2 separate regions of the Arabidopsis thaliana genome follow, and region 2 is linked to region 1. A link is a contact called in public targeted proximity ligation data. All regions are on one chromosome and are shown on one strand. The core of a region is the stretch at or near the end of the contact, and the rest is flanking DNA. Distances in the headings are between cores, read along the strand shown. Region 1 holds the start of EBS1 (EMS-MUTAGENIZED BRI1 SUPPRESSOR 1). Region 2 holds the start of RAD52-1 (cobalt ion binding protein).

Region 1 (6,217 bases), core at 2,640-5,139:
CCTTAGTGTGTTTAACTGTTAACCAACCTGAAGATCTTAGCAACTAATGTTTTGGATACTTGAAATTACAGCAGAAAATGACATATAATCAAGCCACTTCTAATTACGAGTTAAGTGTTAATGTCTATTACATTGCCCAAGAACTGAAAAGCTGTTTGAATCCCATGGTGCTCCTTGATGTACAGAAAAAGACGTATGACCTGCAAGGAGAGTTTTTCATCAAAAAATAGATCCATACTTAGTTTAATCCCTCAGCAAATAATAAAAATGAACATAATAAGAAAGAGCTTCTTATTGCAGGCAAAAAAGTTCAAAACTGGGAAAATGATAACAGTAAATATAGAGTCTAAAACGGTCAATACCATAGTCGATAAGTCCTCTTTAACTTGGGCATTAGTCACTGCATCAGAAGATGGGATTTGACCACCATTATTCTCGATTGTCTTGATTAGTTGAGTTGAATATAATATCACCCCAAATCTCACAGGGAGTTGATTTTCATATAAAGATCTGAGAGTTTCAATAGACTGTAAAGATCCAACAATAGTCAGCTCAAAAGATCTGTACTAATGAATAAGGGACGAAGAGTCAGCAATGCCAGGAAAGTGCAGGTATAAGACTTACCTCAAGACCACAGGCAGTCGCTGGATCAATGACGTAAACTGCATGGAATAGGTTCTTTCGGATGTAACGTAGTTGTCCAGGGAAGGCAGGCATCAAAATCTTATTACAAGGTGAGAGGAACACAGGCCATTAGATATTTTATTTTCCAGATGGCACCTTGCCTACAAATAAATCATATGTATCCTCACAAATAAATCATATGTATCCTGCACTAGTTACCTCGTTAATATTACTCCGCCAACGCTTGTACATATCATCCTCTTCCAGATTGTTGAGATAGGTAACATGCACGGATCGGAAATCAACCCGATATGAATCCGGTTCAGGGAGAGGGGTAGTTAGTAGAAGTTTCCTTATGGCTCCATCAGGTATCTGATAGTTGCATAAACATGTTAGCACATCCATATGGTCAAGACTAATCACAGTTAGTTTCCTGAATAGACAGGAAAAAAAAATCATCAATTTGTATAGTTCCAGTTTTTCCTCCATGTTATATAAACTACAACTTTACTTTTTATTTCACAAGAAATAGGATGTATGTCCAAGATCTCCAGCAAAACAGAAAAAAAAAGAAACACTAAATTATAAAATTTAGGACCATTATTATAAGTGTACCTTAAGCTTCGAAAAATGGTTGGCCAGGGACAATTCCTGATGAGCCAAATCCATCAACCTGCAAACAGAAGGATCAGATGATCATGCAAACGGACTGTAACCAACAATTTAGGCATGTTAGCTTTGGAAAGGAGTAAAATAATATAAATAAAAAGCAATACCACGCAAACTGATATCAAATGTAAGTGAATAGAAAGATGGGAAACTAGGTCTGGCCATGCTCAAACTAAAATGGGCTTGGGGAAAAGTACCAAACGAAGAAAAAAATATCAAAATTTCACCCTGGATTGCAGTAAGATATGTCTAGACCAAGGTAAAGTAACACAATGTGCAAAAAGGTATTACATGTATAGATCAATATCTTCGATGTTCAACAGGGCACCATTCAGAGCCAACAAAGCCTTGCCAGGGGGAACCATTCTCTGGTTTGAAAGTATCTCGTCTTTGATTGATTCATTGAGCTGCACGATAAACCAGACACATCTAAAACCACAAGGAAACAATTCAACCAGCAGGTAAACACAACATCAAAAAAACAATGACATACCTTCATGCGAGATAATGAAGAAACTACACTAGGAAAGTTTTGATTAATTTCTTGCATAGACTGCAGAGGATCAGAGGCATGGACTATTCTCTGCGCTGTTTGGTGTCCTAAATCTGTTGGAACAAAGGTAAATTAGGAAACACTATACCAATTTCTATTAAACCACGCGAAACATGCAGTAGTACCTTTCAGCTCCCAAACATCAAGCGTGTCTGATACTGTTGATGATAGGAGATAATCCCTAAAAGCCATGACTTCTGATCTTAGCTCGGGTTTCCTGTCCTGCAAAAGAGGAGCATTGACCTTAACGATCACTCTAAAGAAAATGAAAAAGCTGCTACAAAAAAATTCTCTGTCATTCCTCTCTTATCTTCGTCCATCTCACATCCACTAACAAACACATTTTCATTTTGCGAGCATTCATGCATTCTTGCAGATCAAATGAAGTGATTTTTTTTTTGAAAGAAATGGTTCTATATATATTTATATATTATATACTGGTTATGTTTCGAGTTAAACATACCAAGATTTTTGAGAATATAAAGCCCCTAACATCTTGACTAAGATCTTCAGTCCTAGGATCTTCAAGAGTGATACCTGAAACTCATAGCAGAAACAATTAAAGAGTAGCAAATTCATAGCTAACAGAATGAAGATAAGGAATAAAAACCAATAAAAAAATATTCAACTTTCAATATTTGGGTGGCAAAATGAATAAATGAATGCTTAACTCTAACCTTTCTTTATAGCACTATCATCCATAGCCTTGTACTCCATGTTCTTCAAAGCAAGCTCCACACCATAACCAGCTAAGCTAACATTATCCCTTGCTCCAATGGCACCGCAGGGTCTAGTTTTCCCTTCACAACCCAAAGGTAATACTGGTCTAACAACATATGTAACTTTTCCCTGGAGGAAACCAAGGCTTCATTAGAATGCACACAACAAAAGCAGAAAGACACTAAGAAATGGAAATCCTGGACAATAGAACATGCACTTGCTTTATCAAGACAGTGAAAGAAAAACAATTGAGCCCCATACAAGAGGATTTCTCAAACTCATGCTTCGTGCTCGAGGTAAAGCCTTCCATTTCTACCCTAATAGCAAAATACGTTTTTTCAACAATGAAGGACAAATTTCTCAGGTAAAAAGAGATACCTCCTTGGCTGCTTTAGCAAGCGACAGGTGAAACTTCCTAAAGCAATCAGTCCCAACAGCCCCATAGAGAACAGCAACTGGGCTTCCAGCTCTTGAATCAAAATGAACATGATCGAAGTCGAATAGCTCAGGCCCCTGAACAGCATCTCCAACACTGACATCCAACGAAATGCATCTTAGAAATAAAAACAAATTGTGATCTTAACCAAAACAAAACAAAAAGAAGAGACAGTGTCAGTGCATACGCAGGAGCAGAGGCAAGCCAGGATTGAAGATCTGCAACATCGTAAAACAGAGAGGAGCCAGTATCAACCCAACAGCAGCCAGTCGCAGAGGGATCATCACCATGAGGGAAAGAAGATAGAGACTCATCAGCCAATTGACGGTAAAGCACAAGCCTAGGCGAAGCAGATCTCAGAGTAAGTGAGAAATGGAAGAGAGAAGCCACTGGTTGAGCTAACAGAGTCGAAGCCTGTTTAGATATCTTAAGAAGACAATCTCTAGCTGATTTACAATCGGAATCATCTCCATCGGAACCAAGCCAAGCATCAGTAAACTCCCAGAACAACTGCTTCGATTCTTTGGAAATCAACTCACTATCACAACAACAAAAATCACTCAGATTCAGCTTAAGATCAGTAACAATGGTGCTCGACAAAAAAGTAAGAAGAAGCATTACCCAGCCTCAAGGAGAAGAGGAGTACCCTGCCACTTAGCCTTAACAGCCACCTGAACATTCTTAGGTCTCCGATTCTGAGCGTTGACGCCGACGACGACGATGAAGAGAAGAATGAGATACAGCCAAGATCTCAGATTGGTGGTGGTCCCCATCTTTTCCGCGACGGAGAAGAAGAAAAAAACCAGTAACGAACGAGCCGGGAATCGAAATATCCTTACTAACACTAAAAGGACATTTTCGTAAATAACGTACAAAAGCCACGACATCGAGTATGACGTGGGCGCCACTGATTGGTTGAAAAATGCTAGGGTTTTTCGAGTTTTTGGATGCTTCGGTGTTGGTCAGTCACCGTCGAGAGATCATGCGAAGGAATGCTCCTCAGGCGGAGGATACTATCGCTCTCTGCGTCGTCGTTCAGAAACTTTACTTCCGGTAACAACGGCGACGCTATTCCGTTCTCTACCTTCACGAAACCTTCTTCTTCAATCGCTCCCGGAGATTTCCTCGTCCGTGAATGGAAAGACTGGTTTAAGCATCGAGATGTGAAACAGAGCCACCAATTAATCGATCGAATCTTTGACATCCTTCGAGCTCCTTCTAACGATGGAGACGATAGAGCTTTTTATCTCCACCTCTCCAATCTCCGACTTCGTCTCACTGAGAAATTCGTCCTCGACGTGCTTTCACACACTCGTTACGATATCCTCTGTTGTCTCAAATTCTTCGATTGGGCTGCTCGTCAGCCTGGGTTTCATCACACGCGTGCTACTTTTCATGCTATCTTCAAGATCCTTCGTGGTGCGAAGCTTGTGACTCTTATGATTGACTTTTTGGATCGAAGTGTTGGTTTTGAAAGTTGCCGTCATTCTCTTCGTCTCTGTGATGCTCTTGTTGTTGGTTATGCTGTAGCTGGTCGTACTGATATAGCTCTTCAGCATTTTGGTAATATGAGATTTCGAGGTTTGGATTTGGATTCTTTTGGGTATCATGTGCTTTTGAATGCACTTGTTGAGGAGAAGTGTTTTGATAGTTTTGATGTCATCTTCGACCAGATCTCCGTGCGTGGCTTCGTATGTGCTGTTACGCATTCGATTTTGGTGAAGAAGTTTTGCAAGCAAGGGAAGCTTGATGAGGCTGAAGATTATCTTCGAGCCTTGCTGCCTAATGATCCTGCTGGATGTGGTTCTGGCTTAGGTATATTGGTTGATGCTCTATGTTCCAAACGAAAGTTTCAGGAAGCTACTAAGTTGTTAGACGAGATCAAACTGGTGGGAACAGTGAATATGGACCGTGCTTATAACATTTGGATTAGGGCGCTTATTAAAGCTGGATTCTTGAATAACCCTGCGGATTTCTTGCAGAAGATTAGTCCTTTGGAAGGTTGTGAACTCGAAGTTTTCAGGTATAACTCTATGGTCTTTCAACTTTTGAAGGAGAACAATCTTGATGGTGTGTATGATATTCTTACGGAGATGATGGTACGTGGAGTTTCGCCGAATAAGAAAACGATGAATGCTGCTTTATGCTTCTTTTGCAAAGCTGGATTTGTAGATGAAGCCCTCGAGTTATACCGGTCGAGGTCAGAAATTGGGTTTGCTCCTACCGCCATGTCTTACAACTATCTGATTCATACCCTTTGTGCCAATGAAAGTGTTGAACAAGCTTATGATGTCTTGAAAGGGGCAATTGACCGAGGGCATTTTCTTGGTGGAAAGACATTTAGTACACTAACCAATGCCTTGTGCTGGAAGGGGAAGCCTGACATGGCAAGGGAGCTGGTTATTGCTGCCGCTGAACGGGACTTATTGCCTAAACGTATAGCTGGTTGCAAGATTATATCAGCTCTTTGCGATGTTGGGAAAGTGGAGGACGCTCTTATGATTAATGAGCTATTCAATAAAAGTGGTGTAGACACCTCCTTTAAAATGTTCACCAGTTTGATATATGGCTCAATCACACTAATGAGGGGAGACATAGCTGCTAAACTTATCATCAGGATGCAGGAAAAGGGCTACACCCCGACCCGTAGTCTCTATCGAAATGTTATTCAATGTGTTTGTGAGATGGAAAGTGGTGAAAAAAACTTCTTTACTACTTTGCTAAAGTTTCAGTTGTCTCTTTGGGAACACAAGGTTCAGGCCTACAACTTATTCATTGAAGGAGCTGGGTTTGCAGGAAAACCAAAACTTGCAAGACTAGTGTATGATATGATGGATAGAGATGGTATCACGCCCACAGTAGCTTCAAACATTCTCATGCTTCAGAGTTATCTAAAAAATGAGAAAATCGCCGATGCTCTTCACTTTTTCCATGACCTGCGTGAACAAGGTAAGACCAAAAAAAGACTGTACCAAGTTATGATTGTTGGTCTCTGTAAAGCAAATAAATTGGATGATGCTATGCATTTCTTGGAAGAAATGAAGGGAGAAGGACTACAGCCTAGTATCGAATGTTACGAAGTAAACATACAAAAATTGTGCAACGAAGAAAAGTATGATGAGGCAGTTGGATTAGTCAATGAATTTAGGAAAAGTGGGCGTCGTATTACAGCTTTCATAGGTAATGTCCTTTTGCATAACGCAATGAAGAGCAAA
Region 2 (6,217 bases), core at 2,306-4,805, 38 kb before region 1:
ACTTTCTAGCACATCCGATAGGCACAAACGTTCATTCAGATTCCACATTTCTATATTAGTAGCATATTTGGTGTCACACTCTGGTAATAATATCCATCGAAATTCTTCAGTGTGAAGATCGATAGCTAATAGCTGGTAAGATGTTTGACTAAGCTTCTTTAATGTCAACCAAAAGAGGGATCCGTTGGCGTAGACTGATGTTTGCTCATCGCAGAAGATACAATGATGTATGTCATAAAACCCTACGTCTCTTTGCTCACCATTATCAAGGGATAGGACCTTGGCCTTGAACTCATGATCATGTATTTCATATCTTGTATATATCAAAACCACCTTATAAGATTTTTTAACAATATCTTTGCCAAATCCAGCAAGAGACGGCATTCTCTTCACTAATCCACCTTGACGAAAAATTTTTTTTTGATAAATAGGTATATAACATATTACTATGTGAAAGTTAAAATTCAACTCTATAATCAACCATAGAACAAGAAAGTTGACAAACCAGATATGTCATAATCCAATACTGATTGAGAAAGTTGTCTCCATGGTTTATTGGCCATTGCGGGGGTTAAGTAACTAAGAGTAAATGGCCATTGCATAAATTCGGGAGAAAGTTTCATGTGTTCTTTAGTCGTCGGATTGATCAAGTAAATGGACCTGAAATCGTCATGGATCCGAAGCAAGACCAATCCATCACAAGACCCCAATACTTGAATAGTTTTATTTTGAGATTCGTCGACTGGATCACCAGAAAAAGTGTAGTAACTAGAAGAAGAAAGACAAGTTTTTCTGTTGTTTTGATCATCTCTAGAAAAAGTCTCCAAAAGAAAAGTTATTGAGTTTGAATATTCTTCAACAAAATTCGCTGTAAAGTGTTGACTAATATGAAGAAATTTCATATTAGGGGTTGGTAAGCCTGTACGAATGAGTCGTTTGTGGGAAAAGTAGGTTGATTCGATCATCGATGTCCATTTTTTTGATAAGACTTTGAATCTAGCCAGTGATTTTATTGGAAGATGGTGAAAGATCCCTTCAGCTATATCATCTGGTATAAATATTGTCTTGGGATTATTATGTTTATCATTCTCCATTCTTTTCCTACGATGATGATTCTTGGAGTAGATTTGTGTATCTCTATATATAAAGAAAATAATGATCTAATGTTGGATTTTTAACTTTAGATTTAACATTAACTGTGGCGAAAAATATATAACACTATTAATTTATATTAGAATAATAAAGAGCAAATAAATAAACATGTATTTGTTTATGCTATAAATAATAAATGTTGATTAATATATGTTTATATTATTCCTAAAAATAATGAAAATAAATTAAGACAATTTATGATTAAATATGCTTTCATTTAATTTTCTTTAGCAATTAATCCCTTAGAATTAATTCTTTGATAGATTTTAAAATTTCATCTACAAATTCTTGAAAAAGGTTTGGTATCTACTTTTTTAATCCTAATTAACTAGATTAGAACATGTCCGATGTGCAATAGACCGTGGTATATAACGATGCATGTATCATCCATTCTTTAACAATTAATCACCTTCAACAATGCAACACTCTAAAGTCTTAACACTCTAAAAAAGATTTAACACTAATAATTTAGTTTACAATTATGAATTAGAAATAATAAATATGTATAATAGGCTATAAATATATATAATATAATCTTACAATAATTTAAAATATAGAAATGAAAATCTTACAATAAATCTTACAATTTGAATACTGTAAAATGATTGTAACATTGATCTAATAACATATTGATAATGTGAAATTGCCGAGCTTTTTTTCTTCTGCAGACCGAGGGATAGAGAGGAGATGGAGAGGCTTCAGGAGAGAAGGGTGACATCAATACGCAGCGTTTTGAAAGAACCTAGGAATTAAATTTACATTTAACCAAATCAATGTAATAAAACCATTGGTCCGGTCTGACCAATTTACCGCTCCCTAACTAAACCGACTACGTACCGTTTTGAAATCCTTCCCTAATCAGAATCTTGAGATTACAGAGAGAGCAGCAAACGTCGTCGTTTTAGGTCTTATCTAATTAACCTAATCATATATATGAAAGTTGGTCAACTCTCTCCCACAATTTGACACATCAGCACATGAGAGCTTGGCACCTAGACTTCATAAAATAAATAATACATAATTAGTAATTAATTCAACATAATAACTAAAATAGGAGGATATAATTAATCAGAACTTGAACCATCACTCTTTCTACATTTTTTAATTCAATATATTCTCTTTAATTTTGAGATCCAAACATGTTACACATACTAAATTTTAACCCGCGGTATACCGAGGGAACAATTTATTTTTTAAATTTAGTATATATAAAAGTTTATAAATTGTATCTATCTATAAAATAATTTTATTTTATAGTTTACAAATGTTATTAAGTAACGTCCTGCCAAACCCGTCCTCTAAAAAAAAAACCATTTATTTTATTAATGTTGATCTTATTTATGATATGTTTATGAATCATTGTCTAAATATTTTGTAATTTTGTAGTAATTAAATGCTATCAGATTATATCTCTGCGCTTTGATGATTATAATCGAATTGTTATAGTTATGGAGAGAAGCAATATCAAAAATGATAATTTTGTAGTAATTAAATGATATTAAATATGTTGGAAGTAATATTTTAGTAAATAATCGTGTAGTTAATGTGGAGAGATTTTGGGAAGATTGTTAAATGTCAAATATTTAATTCGAAGATTTTCTTTTTAATTATCAAAAACAAACATTAAAATCCAGTGGCAACTATTGTAAATAAGTCCAACTACAGGATTTATTTCACAAAATGGCTGCAAAAATGTATATATAGATTCCTTGCCTAAAAATTAGACGATTATTATGAAAGAAACTAAATGAATATGCAAATTAAATATATCTAAGCTTTTTGAGATTTATGCTAAGAAAACAAGTAATTTGAAAGATGTTTAAGGAGCTATCCTTATAACTAATACAAATTATGACAAGAATTTAACTAAATTTTTCAAGAACATCAAGTTGAATATGATTATATTGGATATGCAGAGACATGGTTAATAAAGACATGTTATATTTTTAATGTAAGAATTAAATTTTCTAAAATTTCACCGTCTCACAAACTAAATATATAACTAAAAGAACAAGGATATATAAATTAAAAAAACAACGGAGAATCTAGAACAACAATAAAAAACAATTCAAGCACTTTCGTTTTCAGATGAACTAATATAGTTGGACTTTTTGAAAACAATTACAAATCATATTTATGTTTAAAAAAACAGATGCATTCAACTTTACTTTATATGAACATACATTATATAAAACAATTAGTAAATAGTAATACATAAATCCGTAGTGAAGATTAAATAAATAAAAAGTCTAATTAAAGGAAGCGGGACGATGATACAAACCGAAGTGAAGATTAGTGACCCTGGATGGGCCTTCGTGGGCTTCTATTTGGGTTTAGTGTTTAAAGCCCATTTCCTCTTTATTGTCGTGTACTTAAGCTTTTCTTCTTCTCTGTAAACGAGTATCAAAAAGATCAATCAAAATCAACAATCATCTTCTTCTGATTTCTCACCTCTTTCTTCTACTTCTCATCATAATTCTGTTAGTTCTTTGATAAGCCCATTTCGTGCCTATCAGACGACAACTAAACCCTACACGCTTACATAAAAACGCGACCTTTGAGAATTTTGTCCGGCGACAGAAATGGCGGGGTTAGGGTTACGGCTAAAGGCGGCAAAATGGACGTTGAGGAGCGGATCAGGTGCTGTATCGAGAGAATGGTCGTCGGAGATGGGGAAAGGTGTTCGTCGATTCTCTACTGAAACAGAGAACGATGTTCCAACTTCAGGAATCAGTAGACCACTCGCTGAGATTCTCAAGGAGCTTAACAAAAAGGTTCCAGATTCAGTCATCCGAACTCGAGTTGAAGATGGGTGCTCCATCAAATACATCCCTTGGTAATCTCTTTCCTCAGGGTTTAGGGTTCTTTAATTGGGGTTTTTGGGTCAATACTTATACTCTTTTCTTGTGTTGATTCTCAGGCACATTGTGAATCGGATCATGAATATGCATGCTCCAGGTTTGCTAAACCCTCTCTTGTTCTTCTGGGGTTCGTTGTTGGGTTTTGGTTTTGACATTTTGGTGTATTATTCTCTGTTTTCAGAATGGTCAGGAGAAGTTCGAAGTGTCACTTACTCTCCTGATGGCAACACTGTTACTGTGGCTTATCGTGTGACTCTCTACGGCACTGATGCTGAGGTCTTTCCCTTCCTCTTGTTTCAGTGTTATGGTTTGATTTGGTTAGCCTTTAGCTCAAGTCGTCTCCTGGTAGAGTTCTTTGCCTTCTTGCCTCAGAAGCTGCAAATATAGAAACCTAGTTGTTTTCTTTTGGGTTGTGTCCATTTTGAATTGTATGATGAAACCCGTCAAGGAATACAGCTTAGAGAGTGTATGTTTATCAACTCTGGAGAAACACCAACTCTGGGTTATAGATTCTGTTATCAGTACTTACAAACCTTAGAGATGATATCACTTGTGAATAGGGAGGTTTGACCTGTTTTCGTTAGTAAATATGCTAGTGGTTTGCTTCCTTGCATACTTTCTTGAGCATATTATGTTTTCATTGTTTTGCTTGTAACTTGTACGCTGAAATCATTTGCTAATAATCATTTTTTTGGTGTTGTCAAGATATTTAGGGAATCAACAGGTACCACATCTGTAGATGACAAAGGCTATGGTGATGCTGTGCAAAAGGCGGAAGCAATGGCATTTCGCCGTGCGTGTGCAAGATTTGGATTAGGGCTTCATCTTTATCACGAGGATGCTTTGTAAAGGGTAATCTTTCTTTAACCATGGGAAAGTATATTATTTTGGTGTTCCCACTGCCTAGTAGTAGTAGTCTTTGAAGGTAAAACTCAGGGAAGCTTAAGTTTTTGGTATCTTAGATATGTATCAGCTGATATTGATCGCTTTATGATTTGAAATCGGTTAATGAAATGACCTTCAGAGGACTCTTTGTTGCATTTCTGTAACTTAACTTGAGGTTGCAACTTTAACCAGTAAAAGTTATCTGTTTGTGGCAATTCGCATCTGCACTCTCTGTTCACTCCTTGTAGAAATTCCCATGAAATTATCCAAGACACACAGGCTGAGAAAATACCTAGACTAAATAAGGATAATAGTAGCAAAAGACATAAGAATTATACATAAGGAGCCAATATGTTATCTTTCAGAAAGTCTTTTTGTATTTCTTGATCTCGAACATGATTGATTGATAGTTGACAATATCCCTGTTGAGAGCAGATCCACCATCTATCTTCTTGATACAGTCTTCGAGTCTTGTGTAATAAAGCAAAAGTTGTGTCATTCCAGCTATCAAAATATCCATACCACACAAGAAGTTACTAAAGCAAGTTATGATATCTTTGTGCATCAATTCTATCGCTGTCTTCCATCTGCTTCCAAAGTCCTTCACCAGCGGCTCTACTTCAGCAACTGTGATGGACCTCTCTAAATTTGGACTTGAATCCTCATCTGCTAAGTACAATTCGGTGGTTATTCGACTTAACAAACAATGAGTGCGCGAAGACAAGAAAGAAAGAAGGTGCTTACTGGCTCGGCTTTTAACAAATTTGATCATATCACTGAAATGCTCCACCAGCAATTCTTCCTGCGAAATTACAAGAAATTAAACAAAACAATAATGGAAACATAATACACCAAATCTTACTATCTTTTTATGCTCTTTGTAGCTTGTATACTTGATCAAACAGAAATCAGCAAATTATAAAGGCAATCAAACTGAAACATTGTCCCTTACCGCAAATAAGGAAGTGTTGCTCTTTAGTAATTCCTCAAAATGCATTTGAATTTTCCCACCCTCTGGTTCAGCTTCCTAGAATAGATGAAGATTGATCAAAACAGATTAATATATTTCTGGTAAGGAAAGAAACCCAAGAAACAATAGATATGAGTTAAGATTTGTAGATAATTCGCATAGGCTGACTTCTTAGTGGTCTACATGGGTGCACTTAAACATGAGAGAGCCAAGGGTTCTTCTACTCACCTTCAGCACAGCAATGGTCATATCATAGTTGTTAATGAGAAACACCATCTGTTGCTTTGGCCTTGGGAACAACTTTGCAAGCTTAAGAATCAAGCTGTCTACTGCCATTCTTAAACGCTCC

Evidence for each region.
Region 2: a contact with region 1 is called in a targeted proximity ligation map of shoot, with 13 read pairs. A contact is called at or near these places in 3 of 26 Hi-C or Micro-C datasets (root, rosette leaf and vegetative nucleus), 1 of 2 datasets of targeted methods (shoot) and 1 of 3 other capture datasets (root).

The regions. Positions count from the first base shown.
Region 1 is chr1:26,839,222-26,845,438 of TAIR10.1, reverse strand. It overlaps EBS1 (EMS-MUTAGENIZED BRI1 SUPPRESSOR 1), which reads right to left and starts at 3,889. Exons shown (of 37, transcript NM_001334490.1): 1 at 3,624-3,889; 2 at 3,190-3,540; 3 at 2,945-3,098; 4 at 2,524-2,695; 5 at 2,310-2,383; 6 at 1,972-2,068; 7 at 1,787-1,899; 8 at 1,585-1,700; 9 at 1,240-1,297; 10 at 844-996; 11 at 625-723; 12 at 363-527; 13 at 132-200; 14 at 1-15. The coding sequence starts at 3,889. It overlaps AT1G71210 (Pentatricopeptide repeat (PPR) superfamily protein), which reads left to right and starts at 3,932. Exons shown (of 1, transcript NM_105790.3): 1 at 3,932-6,217. The coding sequence starts at 3,950.
Region 2 is chr1:26,877,362-26,883,578 of TAIR10.1, reverse strand. It overlaps RAD52-1 (cobalt ion binding protein), which reads left to right and starts at 3,555. Exons shown (of 5, transcript NM_105800.2): 1 at 3,555-3,988; 2 at 4,073-4,110; 3 at 4,195-4,289; 4 at 4,719-4,865; 5 at 5,334-5,834. The coding sequence starts at 3,735. The coding sequence ends at 4,862. AT1G09233 (a long non-coding RNA gene) reads right to left here and starts at 4,671. Exons shown (of 1, transcript NR_139586.1): 1 at 4,405-4,671. It overlaps AT1G71300 (Vps52 / Sac2 family), which reads right to left. Exons shown (of 19, transcript NM_001334495.1): 16 at 6,097-6,217; 17 at 5,851-5,925; 18 at 5,643-5,700; 19 at 5,260-5,564. The coding sequence ends at 5,260. It overlaps AT1G71320 (F-box family protein), which reads right to left and starts at 1,094. Exons shown (of 3, transcript NM_105801.1): 1 at 785-1,094; 2 at 506-742; 3 at 1-392. The coding sequence starts at 1,094.